2 separate regions of the Macaca mulatta genome follow, and region 2 is linked to region 1. The links are chromatin contacts, called in public Hi-C maps. All regions are on one chromosome and are shown on one strand. Each heading gives the region's core, a stretch centred on a gene start, on an enhancer-like site or on the middle of the called end of the contact. The rest is flanking DNA. Distances are from core to core; before and after follow the strand shown.

Region 1 (3,045 bases), core at 347-2,846:
CCATGAAGAAAACCCTGGGCGTATAGGCTGTGAGCTGGACGACACAGCCTAGGCAGAAATGGGACAGGAGGACCTGATGACCCCTGGCCTCAAAGAGCCCTCAAGGCCTCAAGGCTCAGGCCCTGGAGCAGTTGTTGGTGGCAAAAGCAGGCTGGGGGTGGGGTGGGGGTGGGGCGCTGGGTCAGAAGATTCCTGAGGCTGGGGTTGGTGGGTGGGGGGTGATGCTGCGTCAGAAGATTCCCGGGGCTCCCTCCCCACGGTGCAGCCTGAGACAAGAAACGTGGACTCCAGTCTGGCTCCTTGTGGGTCGTCCTGGCTCCAGGGCGAAATGGTGAACATGTCACACAACGAGGAATAAAGAGATGGTTTTTGTTGAACGTGTCTGGATACCTGGGCCTAGGAGTGGAACTGGGTGCATGAGATCCCTGGACCCAGTAGGGGAGCTGGGGACCTTGCGCCTCTGGGTACTGAATGGGAATTTGTGTCCAGGAGAGGAGGTGAGGACCCAGGATAGGAGCTTGAGGCTCTATTCCCAGGGCATTATGCGAAGGGAGTGAGGGGTGTGAAGTGAGGGGCTGTGATCCCTGGATCCCGGTTGTTGGAACGGCTCTGGACTCGGTAGGGGGGCTGGTTCCTTGAGTCCTGCAAGAGAACTGGACGCTCTAGATGGGGGGTCGAGAAAGAAGAGGGCCCAGGGGATCCCAGGTTTCCTGCTTTCCGGCCTCCCCACCCCCAGAAGCGGTCGATCTCTAACGCTTCAAGCGGGCCACGTGCCTGGCCTACCCAGCCAGGCTCCCAGGGAGCTAACCCAGACGTCAGGCCTGAGTTCGGGCAGCCGGTTGCCACCGCCCACGTCGGCTGCCATTCACTACAGCTCCCGCTAATCCCCTCTCGCTGTCTGGTGGCCGACCCCGCCCCAATGCAGCGGCACTTCCACTGGCTCCCACCAAAACTGGGCGCCTTGATTTCCTTCATTCCCATTTGTCCAGACCAGTGTCAGTCACCGAACACCCACCCATGTCGCTCAGCCATTGGTTTAGAAGTCAGGGCTAGAAAGGGATTCTGGTTAACAAGGGAAGCAATTAAAGTCCAAAGCCAACCTCATCACCCAGAACTCGTCAGGGATTGGATTAAATTCACTGCCCATCTTTACAAGCACCACCTCTCACGTGCATTCATTGGCTTCTGTCCACGACTATCAAGCCGAACGCCCACCCAGCCAGTCCATAGGAGTCTTTCACTAGGCCCTGCCTTACAGTCCACGTGACTCTTCAGAACCGTCAATCTAATTCTGAAGCCGCCCCGCGAATCTGGCACTCGCGTTTCATTGGGCCTCCTGCTTTCTCAGATCGCCTTCATTTGCCCGCCCAGCACCGGCAGCTCGCAGCTATTGCCTCTGAGAGCTGTCAGTCACTCTGAGCCTCCCGCCCACTGCCCCTCGTTGCATTCCGATTGGCCACCTCCTTCAGAGCTCGCGATTGGCGTCCGGGGTGCGGCGTCTGCCTCCCATTGGCCCGCAGGAGCCGTCCGTCACGCCGGCGGCGGGAGGGGGCCACCCTCTCCCCCCTCGTCGTCTTCCCAGCGGCTGGGTTCCCAGAGTGCTCCGCGGCCGTGTGGAGCGAGGCCTTGTTCCCGCGTTGAGCCGCCGCCGCCGCCGCCGCCTCCTCAGCTTCAGCCTCCGCGCCAGGCCCGGCCCCGCCGCGCCATGTCGGACTACAGCACGGGAGGACCCCCGCCCGGGCCGCCGCCACCCGCCGGCGGGGGCGGGGGAGCCGGGGGCGCCGGGGGAGGCCCTCCGCCGGGCCCGCCAGGCGCGGGGGACCGGGGCGGCGGCGGCCCTGGCGGCGGCGGCCCGGGCGGGGGGTCGGCCGGGGGCCCCTCTCAGCCACCCGGCGGAGGCGGCCCGGGAATCCGCAAGGACGCCTTCGCCGACGCCGTGCAGCGGGCCCGCCAGGTGAGGAGGCCGAGGGCCTGAGGGGCGCGCTCGCGCGCGCGCGCAGGCGGGGGAGGGGGCGGGGGTCACGTGCGCGCGCGCGCGCGGGGTCGCGGAGGGGGGGCCCGGGCCGTCGCGGGGTCACGTGGGCGGTAGGCGGGGGCCTGGCCCTCCCGCTGCGCCTCGAGTGGGCTCCCTGCGGGTGACCCCCCTGCAGGGGGTAGGGGCGCACTGGGGGTCACCAGGAGCGGCCCCTGGGTATGCAGGTGCCCCTGAGCTCCGGGACGCACTTTTGGGAGCCCCCGTTAGCCCCCCGCCTTAGGACATGCCTGGAGGCAGGGGTCCACCTTCCCGGGTGGAGAGTCTTTACTCTCCTCTCCATATCAGGGCAAAGGGCAGTGTTTGCCCCCAACTCTATCCCATTTCTGTTCCCTCCCTAGAAGGAAGGGACATTGTGGGGGTGGGAGGGACAGTCCTTGCTCTTGAGTCGGGAAAGTGGATGGGGACCTGTCTAGGACTGAGCACTTGTGCGAAATGGGGAAGACGAGCATGGGGACTGGCTTTTGGATGCTTTGGTGGCTTGAAAGCGTGGTCTGTCTCTCTGGGGGAAAGAAGGGAGGGTCTCCCACCACCGTGTATTAAGGCGTGATGACAACAAGGAAGTGTCACATGCTACTAGGACTGACCTCTCCAGCTCCATTTGCAGCCTCCTCATGGCCTGGAGGGTTGGTGGTCTGTAGAATGGGAGGACTTTGCAGCCTTTCGGGAAACCGACCGGCTCCTGGGCTGTCCCAATGCCTCCGGGGCTAGAGACTGGCTCCTCCCAAGGTGGGAGGTCCCGTTAGGTGAACGCCTGTGTTCTGGCCCTCTGTGGTCTCTGACTAACTCACCCTTGGAGTTGGGTGGGTTCTAGCGTGCACTTGGTCTTATTGCCCATGGAACCGTCTTGATTCTGGGGCAGCTTGAAGGGAGGGAGCTGGTGCTGTCAGTTGGTGGGGACAGGCCCCCTGTGGGCGTCCCATGAACTTTGGCTCTAGGGCAACATAGAAAAATGGAGACTGGTAGAAAGGAAGATTCTTAATATGATTTAGGTTTCTAAACCTGGACTCTGA
Region 2 (3,036 bases), core at 200-2,699, 38 kb before region 1:
GGTGCGGTGGCTCATGTCTATAATCCCAGCACTTTGGGAGGCCGAGGCGGATGGATCACGAGGTGAACAGTTCGAGACCAGCCTGGCCAACATGGTGAAACCCTGTCTCCACTAAAAATTAAAAAAATTAGCTGGGGCTGGTGGCGGGCGCCTGTAATCCCAGCTACTCGGGAGGTTGAGGCAGGAGAATCGTTTGAACCCGGGAGGCGGAGGTTGCAGTGAGCCGAGGTCGCGACATTGCACTCCAGCCTAAGCAACAACAGAGAAACTCCGTTTCAAAAAAAAAAAAAAAGGATTAATTTCTTCTAGGGGATAGAGTGATGGTTAAGGATCCCAGATCTCTTTAAACCCCTACTTTGCCCCTTAGTGGGCATCAGGACTGGGGAGAATGAGTTAACCTCCGTTTCCTTATCTGCAAAGTGCGAACGCCAGTACCACCTACCTTATAGGGTTTCGGCAACGACGACGCGAGAGGTGAGTAAAAGCCCTGGCATGTGCAACGCACTGAATCAAAGTGAGCTTTTGTTATTATTCGCTGTCAAGTGGTCTGGGCTGCCTTCCCCCTAATGGTGAATAGAGAAACTGCGCCTGAAACTAGTAGTAGGGACATTCCGCAGGTGCAGCGAGTGCTACAGGCTGGGGCCCCGCCTCCAGCGCTCGAACACTGGGATCCTCAACCCCGCGCCCGGGACATTGAGCCACCCCCTCCCCATGCCGCGCAGCGTCTCAATGCGGCCGCGGCCTCTTTAAGATCGCCTGGCAGGTGGTTGGACTGCGGGCAGGCGGCAGCCGGGGGTCCGCGGAGAGGCCCCGCCCAGGTGGGAGAAGAGGCGGGGCGGGCGGGCTCAGCCCAGGCGGCGCTGACCAATAGGAAACCGACCTTGCAGCCGCGCCGCGTGTTGATTTTCTGTTTCCCGGTCGGAGTGGGACAGAGAAAGGAGGCGCGCGGGCGGGAGGAAAGGACAGTGGGAGCGCATAGCGCCTGGATCTTCTGTTTCTGCGGCCGAGAGGAGAAGGTGTCCGGCGTGGGCGGGCAGAGAGAGAGCGAGATGTTGCAGGGTTCTTGCGTGCGTCTGGCAGAAGCGAGAACTTGAGTTCCTGAAGATTAGTGGGTGTGGCGGGGAGGTCAAGTGGAAGGGGATTATGAAACCCAATCCCCGACAGCTCTCTACCTTGCCCCCTTGGGCAAAGGGGAAAAGGGTAAACTGAGGCACGCAGAGGCGGAACTCTGAGACCACTGAGCTCCCTAGCCCCTCTTCCCAGAAAGAACTCTTGTGTTCCCTCGGCTGTGCAATACCAGACCATCCCAGACATTCCCTCCCCACGCCCCCAGCTCCGCCCTCGGTCCCCTCCCCCCAATGCGGGTCGGGGGAGGAGACGCAAGTTCTGGCGCGGGCGGCGACGGCTAGCAGTCACCACCTCCCGCAAGTGCCAGAGCCCAGCGGGCTGCACGGAGGCTGCGGAGCCGGCGGCCGCGGGAGCTGACCCTGCGGGGTCCCGGGGGGGAGGGGGAGCCGAGAAGCCCCCGCTGAGGCCGCCGCTGCCGGGCCTCCCCTCCCCCCCGGGCGGGCGCCATGCGGGGGAGCCCGGGTGACGCGGAGCGGCGGCAGCGCTGGGGTCGCCTGTTCGAGGAGCTGGACAGTAACAAGGATGGCCGCGTGGACGTGCACGAGTTGCGCCAGGGGCTGGCCAGGCTGGGCGGGGGCAACCCAGACCCCGGCGCCCAACAGGTACCCCCACTCCCGGGGACCTCCTCCCCTCCCGGCCCCGCCCGCTCGCGGTCACCTAAGCCCCGGAATGGGGCGGCCGGAGCCACCAGGGACTACCTGTGGCTAGACTCCAGGGTCTGTGTCTCTATCTCCTTCCCCCTACCCACTCGTGTTTGGCCTAACGGAATCGCTCAAGACAGGGCTGCCGAGGCCCCAAGTCTGCAGTTCCGCGACCAACACCCGATCCCCCTCCCTGGGAGCAGGGGGCGTCTGCCTGGGAAGAGATGGGGGCGCTTTCCTGCCCACTGCCCGGGACACACCCTCCTCCGGACTGCACAGCCCAAGACGTGCCCTGCTCCCACCTCCAGGAGACACACCCTCCATCCTCTGGGCACCTACTGCCCTGGCCTGCAGCTACCCCCCGTCCCTGTGTTTACATTCCCTGGCCTGCCCTTTCATGGGCTGTTCACGGGCCTGGCTCACTGTCCCGGGCTGCCCCAGCCAGGGACCCAATCCTATCTGCGGTCACCAGCAGCTGAAAATGCACCTATCACAAGGATTTGCCCCCCCGCCACCCCCACCTCCACCTTGCAGGCCCTTCCCACACCTGTAGCCCCAGATCGCCCTAAAACAACCACAGTGTCCCCGAGACCAGTCCAACCTCCCACTTCCCAACTGGGAAAAACCAAGGCCTCAGCCACTCCGCTTGGTTCTCTCCTACCCCACGTCACCCAGGGCTGCCTCCAAAGGGAACTCCTAGGACCCCCATGTGGACAGGGTTTTTTAAAGAGGCAGTTGGGTTCAACAGGAATGAGGTACCTAAAAAAAAAATAAAAACTAAAAACAAGAGACGGCTGGGAGGACAGGCTTTAGAGACGAGAACCCAAGGTTACCATTTCCTGGTTCTGTGACCTTGAACTGGTGGCTTGACCTTGCAGAGCCTCAGTTTGCTCACCAGGAAAACTAGACCACTCACACCCACGGCACAGACCTGTGGTGGCTGTAGGGATCTGACTGAGAAGCTAGCCGACTGAGGGAGAAGTGGGGTGATACCTTCTGTCCCCTTCCTCAAGGCACTGGGGGCTCTGGGCTCCTAAGGCATAAGGTGACGTGCGTCCCCTCCAGATCAGGAGCAGGTTGCTGGAGTCACCTCTGTCCCCTTTTCCTCTGCCAGGGTATCTCCTCTGAGGGTGACGCTGACCCAGATGGCGGGCTTGACCTGGAGGAATTTTCCCGCTACCTCCAGGAGCGGGAACAGCGTCTGCTGCTCATGTTTCACAGTCTTGACCGGAACCAGGACGGTAAGGTGGGGCCGCCTGCCTGCAGG

Evidence for each region. Hi-C and Micro-C count contacts between places; a contact is called where the count stands out from the background.
Region 2: a Hi-C map of liver shows a contact between it and region 1, with 1.6 times the contacts expected there. The contact joins the promoter of SLC25A23 here to the promoter of KHSRP in region 1. A contact is called at or near these places in 2 of 14 Hi-C or Micro-C datasets (fetal cortex germinal zone and liver).

The regions. Positions count from the first base shown.
Region 1 is chr19:7,300,582-7,303,626 of T2T-MMU8v2.0, reverse strand. KHSRP (KH-type splicing regulatory protein) reads left to right here and starts at 1,596. Exons shown (of 20, transcript XM_077979602.1): 1 at 1,596-1,954. The coding sequence starts at 1,706. SLC25A41 (solute carrier family 25 member 41) reads left to right here. Exons shown (of 7, transcript XM_028839863.2): 7 at 1-377. The coding sequence ends at 26.
Region 2 is chr19:7,338,371-7,341,406 of T2T-MMU8v2.0, reverse strand. It overlaps SLC25A23 (solute carrier family 25 member 23), which reads left to right and starts at 1,449. Exons shown (of 10, transcript NM_001257915.1): 1 at 1,449-1,730; 2 at 2,884-3,010. The coding sequence starts at 1,575. It overlaps LOC106994620 (a long non-coding RNA gene), which reads right to left. Exons shown (of 6, transcript XR_003725139.2): 1 at 2,763-3,036; 2 at 881-1,098; 3 at 443-563.